Regions from separate parts of the Danio rerio genome. Here region 1 is linked to region 2. Evidence: chromatin contacts called from public Hi-C data. All regions are on one chromosome and are shown on one strand. The core of a region is the stretch at or near the end of the contact, and the rest is flanking DNA. Distances in the headings are between cores, read along the strand shown. Region 1 holds the start of ttll9 (tubulin tyrosine ligase-like family, member 9). Region 2 overlaps si:dkey-178k16.1.

The links. Hi-C and Micro-C count contacts between places; a contact is called where the count stands out from the background.
Region 1: a Hi-C map of hematopoietic stem cells shows a contact between it and region 2, with 2.4 times the contacts expected there. The contact joins the promoter of ttll9 here to the enhancer-like site in region 2. A contact is called at or near these places in 5 of 18 Hi-C or Micro-C datasets (caudal fin, embryo, hematopoietic stem cells and 1 more) and 1 of 4 datasets of contacts at active chromatin or transcription factors (caudal fin).

What each region holds. Positions count from the first base shown.
Region 1 is chr23:12,249,956-12,255,777 of GRCz12tu, reverse strand. It overlaps ttll9 (tubulin tyrosine ligase-like family, member 9), which reads right to left and starts at 4,046. Exons shown (of 14, transcript NM_001256764.1): 1 at 4,016-4,046; 2 at 3,055-3,104; 3 at 1,165-1,257; 4 at 985-1,096; 5 at 721-906. The coding sequence starts at 4,030.
Region 2 is chr23:11,979,658-11,984,932 of GRCz12tu, reverse strand. si:dkey-178k16.1 reads left to right here. Exons shown (of 21, transcript XR_012399019.1): 20 at 1,811-1,927; 21 at 2,271-4,401. Among named protein-coding and RNA genes, the nearest start is that of si:dkey-178k16.1, 150 kb to the left of the region's middle. Within about 2 kb of position 3,857, at least 3 of the 62 cell types and tissues checked have an H3K27ac peak or open chromatin away from gene starts, as enhancers often do.

The DNA of each region.
Region 1 (5,822 bases), core at 2,797-5,296, 270 kb before region 2:
CCGCTGTTTAATTTTCCCCCCAATTTCTGTTTAATGGAGAGATTTTTCTAAACACATATCTAAACATAATAGTTTTAATAACTAATTTCTGATTTATTTTATCTTTGCCATGATGACAGTAAATAATATTTTATTATATATTTTTCAAGACACTTCTATACAGCTAAAATGTACATTTAAAGGCTTAACTACTGTAGGTTAATTAGGTTAACTAGGCAGGTTGGGGTAATTAGGAAAGTTATTGTATAACGATGGTTTGTTATGTAGACTATTGAAAAAAAATAGCTTAAAGGAGCTAATAGTTTTGACTTTAAAATGTTTTTTTTTTTTTAATAAAAACTGCTTTTATTCTAGCCGAAATAAAACAAATAAGACTTTCTCCAGAAGAAAAATATTATCAAACATACTGTAAAAATTTCTTTGCTCAAAACACCGTTTGAGAAATATTTAAAAAAAAGAAAAAAATTCAAAGGGGGGCTAATAATTCTGAATTCAACAGTATATGGCTACGTTTTCAGAATGAGTCTATGTTGTGTATATCTAATTGAATATTTCAGATAACTAAAACTTTTAGTTGTTTCTTTTAAAATTATTTTGGTGGTTAAATGGGCATCAATGAGTGGAGGTCTAATAGACGTCAAGGTTTTGAAATCAAATCAACATGTTTTTGACATTATTTGATGTCATTTTTTCAATTTGTACACTAAAATAAACACTTACAGGCTTCATGATCCAGGTGTTCCCCGGGCTTTTCTTAAACTCCTCCACAAAGATGTGATACTCACTAGGCAACTCAAACGTACGCGGAAAAAAGTCACATTTGGCTGCTTCCAAACGCCCAACCTCCCGCTCTAATGTTTTTCTATACCGCTTCAAGTTCTTCACCATCAGGTTCTTACGGGTCAACTGAAAAAAATACGCATTTCAAGATTACTTTCCTCCATCACTGCTCTTGCAATCTGCATTTCAGAGAGTAATACAGACCTCGTAGTGGTTGCGGAAGTGACATATCCGTACATGTTCTTCCATGTATGAGTGATCAAAGTTCTCTCTCAGCCATCCAACATCACACCAGTTGAAGTCCCATTCGGCATCACTGTGTGGAGGGACATGAATGATTGATGAAGATGAAATGAAGCATATGAGAAAAAGCACAGAACTTACTCTTTCACTTCCACCCAGCCTGGTCTGTGGTTAAGGACGTCCTGTATGGTATTGGTCAGGCCACATCTGTACCGTATACAGCTCCTTGCCTCCCTGAGAAGAAAAATGCATCAAACTATGCACATACAGTGCATACAACACTTTTAACACTCTTTTAAAAAATGCTGTTTATTTACATTGCCATTCAAAAGTTTGGAGTCAATTATACGTTTTATTAAAGTCTGGATAACACTTTAGTTTAATTACCGATTCTCACTATAACCTAGTGGTTATTACCTGCTGTTATTATGACAATAGCTGTTTATTAGTAGTGTAAAGTACATGTTCTGCACAAAAATCTTATTCTACATACCTAATCCCTACACCTAATGAGAAATAAAGCAAATTAGAAGTTTAAGTAATGCTTTAAAATAACTACACACTATAAATAGTTAAAGCATAATCAGTTTTCACTTTAGATTAGGTCATAAAACTGCATGAATTTTTGTTAATAAAGCATTTATTAACATACAGACCTAATGATTACTACATGCCTGAAATAATACGTATAAATGTTTAGTTTACTAATTGTTTACCTACTTGTTCTAAATAATCATAAAAACCACCCACTACTCGTAATTAATGCAATACTTAATCATAAATTAGTCATTAACAAAGTATGAATATACAATGCTTATAAATAAACGACACACCATACAGCTCTATTTAAAAACTGCTAAATAATGTCTATTAATCAGTGGTGGAAAAAGACTGAAAAATCATACTCAAATAAAAGTACCATTACTTGCCAAAAAAATGTAGTCAAAGTAGAATAAAAGTACAGGTATCTGTTGTAAATATTACTCAAAATAGGAGTAAAAAGTAGCCCTTTTAAAAGTACTTAAGAGTAGAAAGTAGTTTTACGGTGGAAAAAGGTTGATGTGTTTATATGTAATTTGTGCGTGTGTATTACATTCTGTAGTGCATTTAGTTATTGTATAAGGCAATTTCAGTCATAATTTGCCATCTTTTTATCAGCGACATGCAATTTCTCTGGGTCATTGCATGTAAAGTAGGGGTGCACCAAAATTTAATCTTGGAGGGCAGGTGTTCTGCAGATTTTAACTCCAATTACAATTTAACAATTCAAAACTAACTAATCAAGCTTTTACAAGGTATTCTATAAAGCTTCTGGCAAGTGTACTGAAGTAAGCTGTAGGACATTGGCCCTCCAGGACCACTGGTGTAAAGTATCTTCTTGGACACTTTTAATGCTTCCAAACAGTTTGCTGCCTGTTTTAAGGCAGTTCAGTATGATGCAATTTACTTTCTATGTGCGATTTGATTGGATGCGCAAGACTTATTTTTGTAATCTCCACAGACTGGAAATTATAAAGTAGTGACTGCAAGTTGAAGGAAAGTTGTGGAGTAAAAATACCAATACTCCACTAAACATGTACTAAAGAGAAAGTAAAAGTAATTTTTTTTTCAAACTACTTAGTAAACTACAATTCCTGAGAAAAACTGCTCAATTACAGTAATTTGAGTATTTGTATTTTGTTACTTTACACCACTGCTGTTAGTATAGAGTTAATACTTAATAAATGATTTATTGTGTGCAGTTATTATATATTTATTGAGTAAAAAGTCATAGTTAATGATTACTAACAGTAAAAATTGTACTTTAAAATAAAGCCAAATAAAATAAAATCTTTAATATAGTGTAATATTATAATATATATTAATAATTATTTCTTTGTTATGACATTTTCCAGTAAAATATGTTGTATGAATAGAATGTACGTAATTTAGAAATCTGATTAATTGTAGAATGGCAATGTAAAATAGATGAACACTTAATGAATGAATAACTCTTATTGTATTAGAATGCAAAATCTATAACAGACTTACACTTCTTTTTTCCTTTGTGAGCTGTGGGCAGCTTTATGTCCAGTTGTCTGCTGTTTGAGGTACAGTAAGTTATTGTGCAAAACCTTATTAAAGTTAGAGTGCCATTGTGTGCTGCAAATCTGGATTTAACCCTGATAAACACATTCAATCTGTATTAAATTGGATAAGATACAGTGCTCACCATTTATAAGTACACCCCTCGGAAATCTATCTTTCAGTTTCTTATTTATAATAGGAAGCTTTACAATATTACATGTGTGCTTATACATTAGATTAGTCAGTACTGAAGCCAAATCTGGAGCTTATCTAACAAAATAACATACAATAATGGTCCAAAAACTAGTACAGCCAAATTATAGGTTATAGAAAAATATTAAATAAAAATAAAAAAAAGGAAAAATCAAGAAATTAAAAAAATAAATAAATTAGTAGAAATTTGTAGGTTAAATTTGAAATTTGCATATTACATTTTGAATTGAATTATGCTACTCATATGCTTCCATAGTTCTGAAGGCAAGGGGGCACTAGTAGGTGTACCTAATAAAGTGGCCGGTGTGTGTAAATATTCATAAAAAATAAATATTAAAATATGTTAAAATAATATTAATACGGTTTTAGTTTGAACATCATTTTGCATTAATTTAATAGCCACAGTGATATCTATCTATCTATCTATCTATCTATCTATCTATCTATCTATCTATCTATCTATCTATCTATCTATCATGGCAAAACACGATAAACATAATAATCTATATTTATTTTAACGTTATCTATTTTTAGTTTCAGAAGTTGCTGATCCCATTCAGCGTGGGTTTAACGTAAGTTGCAAACTACAAAATAACTATGAAAGAGCGTAAATAGATTTTAATGTATTCGGAAGGTTAAACACTGTGCTAAAATGGCTCTTGTTCGGTCAACATTTATGACAGCAATCAACCATGAGAAGTCGTCGTCTTACCTTATTTTTAGACATATTAGGAACTAACCGTCTGAAAACACTGAAACATTAGCAGTCTGACTGGAACTGTGGTCTATTTGTTGTCATAGCAACCACTGAACGGACCTATCGCTATGTCGCATTCTGTAGTGACGTACTCAGAGCAAACCACCACGCCTCTCATATAATGAAAAAAAAATCATATAATGTATGAATGAATGAATGAATGAATTAATTAATGCTCTCTTAATATGTGGATATCTGTTGTTTTATTCTTGTTAATTGATTGGCTCACGAAAATAATACAAACGCAGAGGCTCAAATACATGAACGAGGCTGGGAGTAAAGTCTACGATGAGCCCAGCAGAGCTCCTTGGTGTAAGCAACACTCATGTACACTAGGCGGCAGCACAATCCAAATAAAAGTATCCTAAAAGAAACTATCTTCACAGGTGCATCTTTATAGAGTCATGATGACAAAAAGAGTGTCTAAACCAGACCCATGTCTATTCTTTTTACCTTTACTATAGACTACACTGGCTTCTCAACTGGTGATTTATATTATTAATATCTGTCACACAGCATAGAAGGGGAAAAGCAACAATTAGATCACACACACACACACACACACACACACACACACACACACACACACACACACACACACACACACACACACACACACACACACACACACACACACAAATTAAGCTGTCCGCTGGATTGTACACTACTTAAAGCAGTGGTCTCAAATTCAATTCCTGGAGGGCCGCTGCTCAGCATAGTTTAGCTTTAACCACCTCCAACTCACTGCTTAATAGTCCATAGTTGTCTTGAACATCATGATTAGTTAGATCTGTTGTGTTTAATTAGGGTTGGGGCAAAACTGTGCAGAGCTGCGGCCCTCCAGAAAATGAGGTTGAGACCTATGTGACTTAAAGGGATAGTTTAATTCCACAGAAAATGATTGAACTATGAATGTTGGTGGGTCCCAGAAACCAACATGCTCCAAATTATCTTCTTTTGTTCAACATAAGATTTAAATGTTTTATTTATTTATTTTTGGACGTTTTAGTATCAACAAAACATTGTGAATGAGTGATTCAAAAAAATGTTACCTCTGGGGAGGGACAGGATGGGTGTGGGGATTTTACGCATACTTGTATTCATTTGTACACACATATTTAGGAAATATATTTACAGTAAATCACCCTAAAGTAATTTTATGATTTTATAAGGTGTAGTGCATTCACAGTGGGCAAGCGGACTTACTATAGACGAGAGTTTACCCATATTTTCATTCATATTTGTACAGTACACAATAATAAAAAAAAAAAAAACTGTACTCAGGGCTGGATTAACCAATGGGCATTATGGGCAGAGGCCCAAGAGCCCGTGCGTACTTGGGTCCCCTGCGAGGGGGGGAAATGCTGATTTTGTCACTACAAAATCAGGCTCTATTCAAAATCTATTTAGGCTAAATGCAAATATCTCACCTTATTTGAATAAGCTAATTGAGTGATTTGCGCCCATCACTGTTTTATTGACAGAGAGAACATACACGTAACTAAAGAAGATGACACACAGCAGCATAAGTGGCATAGCCACTTTAGATGCATTCGATCATGAACCTGGTTCGAATACAGCATCGGATGAACTAATTTTTCTTTTTTTCCCCCGACTACATATCAGATTTTGCCTACTCATCATCACAAGGAAGACAAGTAGGATTCATTAATAAGTGTGTGTATTATAGAAGACTCAGATTCGAACTGGATTGGGGAGGTGTTATATCCGAATCATATGCATTACAAGTGTGTAGAAGTTA
Region 2 (5,275 bases), core at 2,608-5,107:
ATAGACTGAAAAGTCTGCGTAATAAAAAAAAAATCTTTGAGGTTTTTTTTTTTTTTTATTTACTATGAATATCTTGACGTGTGTTCTGAAGATAAACAAAAGCTTTGTGGCATTTGTAAATACATGAGATAATTTATGACATTAAAATTTCATTTCATTTTCAGTAAGATAACCCTGTAAATTTCAAATGAAATCAAAATTGACAATTGTAAAAAATGTATGCCAATTTGCATCGTAACAAATCCCTTTAAGACAAGTAATTTTACGTGGCGGCCAACTTTGAGGCCGTACTTACACTAGGTACAGTTGCCTCGAACCGGGCCAAAGCACGCTTGTCCCCCCTCTCGTCTCCCCCGACGGCCCGCACTCACACCACAATCGGGCCTGGGCATGCTTATGTCATCGATGCTGTGCTGTTCAGTGGGAAGCGCTGTCACTTAGCAGCACAGTGGAGATTTCTCTAGTTATATCGTTTCTGTCGGTTTGATATGCAGTGACATGCAGTCAAATATTTTCGCCAAACAGTCCTTAGGGATGCGGTGACACGCAGTCAAATATTTCGGCGAACAGATCCACCACTTTTGTTGCTCATAAACAAACATAAAGCTTTCGTGCTGCAGAAATGAAAAGGTCTGCTGAAGGCGCGCAGCTGTCGTGCAGTGAGGGGTTTGCGTATTTAATTAGCTAAGGCAGTTTGCGTTCACTGAACAGTAAGAATGATTAATAAATCCATATGAAACATTCCCTTAAAAGTCACATCTCGCTTTCAGTTTCGAGCTGTGAGCCCAAGTGAACCGCGCTCAGGTCCACCTCTTCCAACCGGGCCAGGGCCGGCCAAGTGAACTGTGCTTGAGTCCGATTCAGCGCACTTACACTTCTCAAATGATCCGGGAAATGGGCCTGGGCATGGTACGGATGGCATAGTGTGAGTAGGCCCTGAAACATCTCTGGGGCAGTATACTCGGGCATTCTGTCTGAATGAGGAAACATCATATTCTACTAAACTTTGCCAAGCTTTCGATTACATTTTGATTAAGAATCACCAATAAAGTTAAACAACAACCGTTTTATAAGTTTAGTTTCTAAACGTTCAAACAGAATCAGCATATTTTTAGGTTGCCCAAGCTAATGCGCTCTTAAAAGGAACAAGATCACCACACCAACTTCACCTATGACCATTCTACACATTATCAATCTCTGAATAATGATCATCTGCTCTTCTGAAGTAATTTACAACTTGGTCTTGATGGCGAATCTTCTTCAGAAGTGACAGCCACTCTTTGTTTACAGGTTTTTATGGCCGTTTTTGTGCAATTGCTGTCATGTGATGTTCATTTGACAGGACTGATTGTACCTTGTGTTAATTTCATACAGATTACTAAAGTAAAAAACGTTTTGTTTTCAAGTGCACAACAGTCAATATGGCGAATAACGCCTCGCCTATAGTACAGTTACAATTTTCCTAATTCAAAACTATAAGTAACACATCTTTTGTATTCTAAAGTCTTTGATCGGAATCTTCAAAAATGTCTCCTCCCCTTGCAACAAAATCTCTTGTCAGCAATTGGTCCATCGCGAGATTATGGCAATTAGCTAATGACAATCAGTTCCTCATGAACAAACTTGCATCATCATATTTCTTTTCTAAACCAAGAAGCCATTTCACAACAGGAAAGAAAACATGAAAACAATTTCTGTTTCATGCCAACTTTAAAGTGCAAATTAATTAGTCAGAAAGCATATTACTAATACATTAGCTGCTTGTTTCCCCCTCTCTCATTTAACTTAAAAACAAATGACTTTTTCACAGGCGCTCGCCATGGCAATAAAAGAAGCCAAGCAACAGCACCCTGACATGTTGGTAACCAAGGCTGTAGTTGTCAGGGAAACAGAATCTTCCACGCAAGATCCACATGAGGAATCGAAGGTATTTGTCACCAGCAACCCCTGCACGCACAATTAATCCATCCATTTCCAAAATGCATATTATGGTTTATCTGTCATATCGAGCCGGCTGGTTTATAGCAGTTTGACAAGGGTGTAATGACATGTCAAAAGCAGTTCAGTCAGTGCCGCATGCTAACTCTAGGTGGATGGCATTGACAAACATGCTTTCATTTAGCTACAAAATGCACACTTATCAAATATAATTAATAAACGATATTGTTTTCCACATTATTCCATTGCCAACTAAGTGGATCTTCAAAATATACTTTAATAAATGGAGGTGTTACATGGTTTGCTGATTTGTGTTTTTAATTTTCCAACAGTCCTGATCTCCTCACTTCTCAGGACTTCATCGAGAATCAACTTTTCCTCAATGACTGCCAGTGGGTCTCCAAACATCTACAGACCTCTAATATTAAGCTTCTTGCTTCCACTTACATACACAACACTAACATTTACACATGCACACAAACACATGCTGCCTCCCAGACGTCGGAACCTATTCCTGCTCATGTAATTTCTATTTCGTGTCTACATTTGCTGTGGTAATATGGACCAGGAGGCACACGGTCTTCCTCCCAGAGGACCGCTTTGGAGGGACGGACTCAGCATCACATCGATCAGACGACTTAGCCGCCATTGTAGTCTCTTGCTTTTTCTTCACACATGTGAAAACTAACCAAGCGTACTATCAACAGCCCGATGCTAACATCAAGCATGAGGCATAGGGCTTTTTGATGAACGTGCTGAATTAGCTTAGTGGAGTGACAGTAGTGTCTATTGAGTAGTTTTTTTCTAGGGTTCATTGAGATATAAAAACAGAAGATCTTTTTTGCAAACACTGAACTGTAGGGAAAGCCTAGCTAGTGTGCATACAGTATGTCGTGCTTCTCAAATCAACAGATTATGTTGCTGTTCAATTCTGAACCATCATCTGCATGTGACAAAGCAGGGTTTAAAATAATTTTCGTATTTCATACAACTAACTATAACCTATAACCTGGTTTAGGACCCTAGCAAAACGAGACTGTATTAATGTATGGTTGCCAAAACATTTGACTGTCCTCTTATAAGTACTTCATTTCCGCATTAAACATAATATGGAAGTAGTCGACTTGCACATTTACCTCCCGAAAACCTGTTCTTTTATTACTTTTACAGATATCCAGAATGTGTTTTCAGTTATTCCGGGAACACTTGCATCAGCCTAGTAGATATCACAAACAAAGAAAATACACCTATTTTCAGTACAACCTTTTTCAAAGTACCTTTAGTATTCAAGTTTAGATTTTAGAATTAAAATATCCCCAAGTATGAAATGCACGATACAAAAAGTAACATGTTTGCTTGTTGAATGCTCTATTTCATCTTCTGCGCATATCGTTAAACTGTGAAAAATTATTTGAAGTCCAAAGAAACCAAACCTAATTTGAATTTAGTACATGCTGACATGATACATAAATAATCAATGTTATGTGCATGTGCGTTTAGAGTTTAAGCATTTGAAGAAGAAGAAAAAAATAATCATTTTTAAAAGGATTGCAAAAAATAATAATTTTGAATTATTTTCCAACAAGCTGGTACTTATAGCAAATTCCCTACTGCTCTGTATGTTTTTAAAACTTCTGTGATTTGTTTTTTTTTAAACTGTTCCTTCCCGCACAATGCTGTGCCAACGAACTAATGATTTAAAAAAAATGGATTTGTTAGATATGAGAACTTTTTATGTGTAAATGTCATGAGCCTGTGGTTTTCAGTGAAGCGTGACCCTTGAGCCATGAATCTCTTTACAAACCTTCCTCTGTGAAAGCGGTAGAAATCCTGGATGAGACAGGACGTGTATGTGTTCTAGTATTGAATGGATGAATGAACTTTGAATTGTGAGTATTGCCAAATGAAAAACCTAGCAGACTCTATGTAAGGACGAAAGAAAGCCAGGACAGCTCTCGATAACCTTTGCTAACATGGTCAAGGCTTGTTGTTGTGTAACTAATGCATTTGTTCAGGCCTGTGCACTATGTGAAAATTAAAACAGCCTGCAGATATCAGAAGGGGGATTTGTAAATGTCTTACTTCCAACTTGTACAGTTGCTGATTTTTGAGAACAAGGGAGCTGACCTAGGATATAAAGAAAAGAAGTGCCATGCAAAGGTTGATAGTTGGATGTCAAGTCAACCACAGCATTCTTTCGCCAGCTCATTTGCTAAGCCTATGTCAGAGTTTTGTCACTTTACAAGACAAATGCCCTCGTTTATGCTGTACATGTTGCATTTAACATTTGAACTTTGAGGAAAACAAGTTAAGCTTAAAAAAAAATCAATATTTTAGCATTGACTCCCCTGAGATTCCACCTGCAGAAACTTCTGTTTACACTGCTATCCTCTCTACTTTCTACTGCTTGGTTTTGTGTGTTTGCTGTACAGTGTTCGAAATAAATACGATTCATCCAAGTTATCAAGTTTCATATTTTGTGCATCTCAGATTAAAAACCTTTATATTCTATATTGTTGTACAATAGTTTTGGTAGCAATAATCTTCATTTCAAGAAATGCTGCATTGCCTTTATAGCAGTGCCCTCTTGTGGTCAACTGAAGAACATATGACTACTTCAAAATGATTTAATGTACTGCACCGTCTCACTAACGTTAACAGTGCTTATTTTAAGCACAGGGAAGCGTGTAATTGTTCCTAAATATGTTAACAGGCAGTACAGTTTTACAATGTCCTAAAATTGGCCAACTTGATAGGAGTTTCACGTGTATTAAAGAAAATGTATTTTAGCTGTCAACGGTGTTCAACGAAAAGCTTAAAAAAAAAACTAAAATAAAAACTCAAAATACATGAAGGATGTTTTTCTGAAGAAAGGAACTGTCCAGATTCACTTTAAAGGTGATTAGTAGGCTACAGTGGGCCTAGCCAAATGAAAATATTATCAAATCAAATTATCAACAGGTTACTTTTCTTGCCCGTTTTTTGTTTTTCGTGCTTGGTTGTTTTCGCGCACGTCATCAGAGGCCAGCAGGGCCACGCACCTATGATAAAAAATAATGACGTAGCCTAGATGTCTTTACTTGCACGTTTGAATCTTAAATCTTAGGTAACTAACATAACGCATAAGGTTACCTACGGTTTAGCCGGAATCAAACAAATTACTCCAGAACCAGAACTTATTTCTGCCATTCACTCCTCAGTTTAATAACAGCTCCATGGAGGTACATTAAGGATAAAATATTACGTAAAACGGTGCATCCTGACTGATAATCACCCAGCTAGCTATAGCAAACATTTTCCAGAAACAAAAACGAAAAAGTCTAATAGCAAGCAGCAA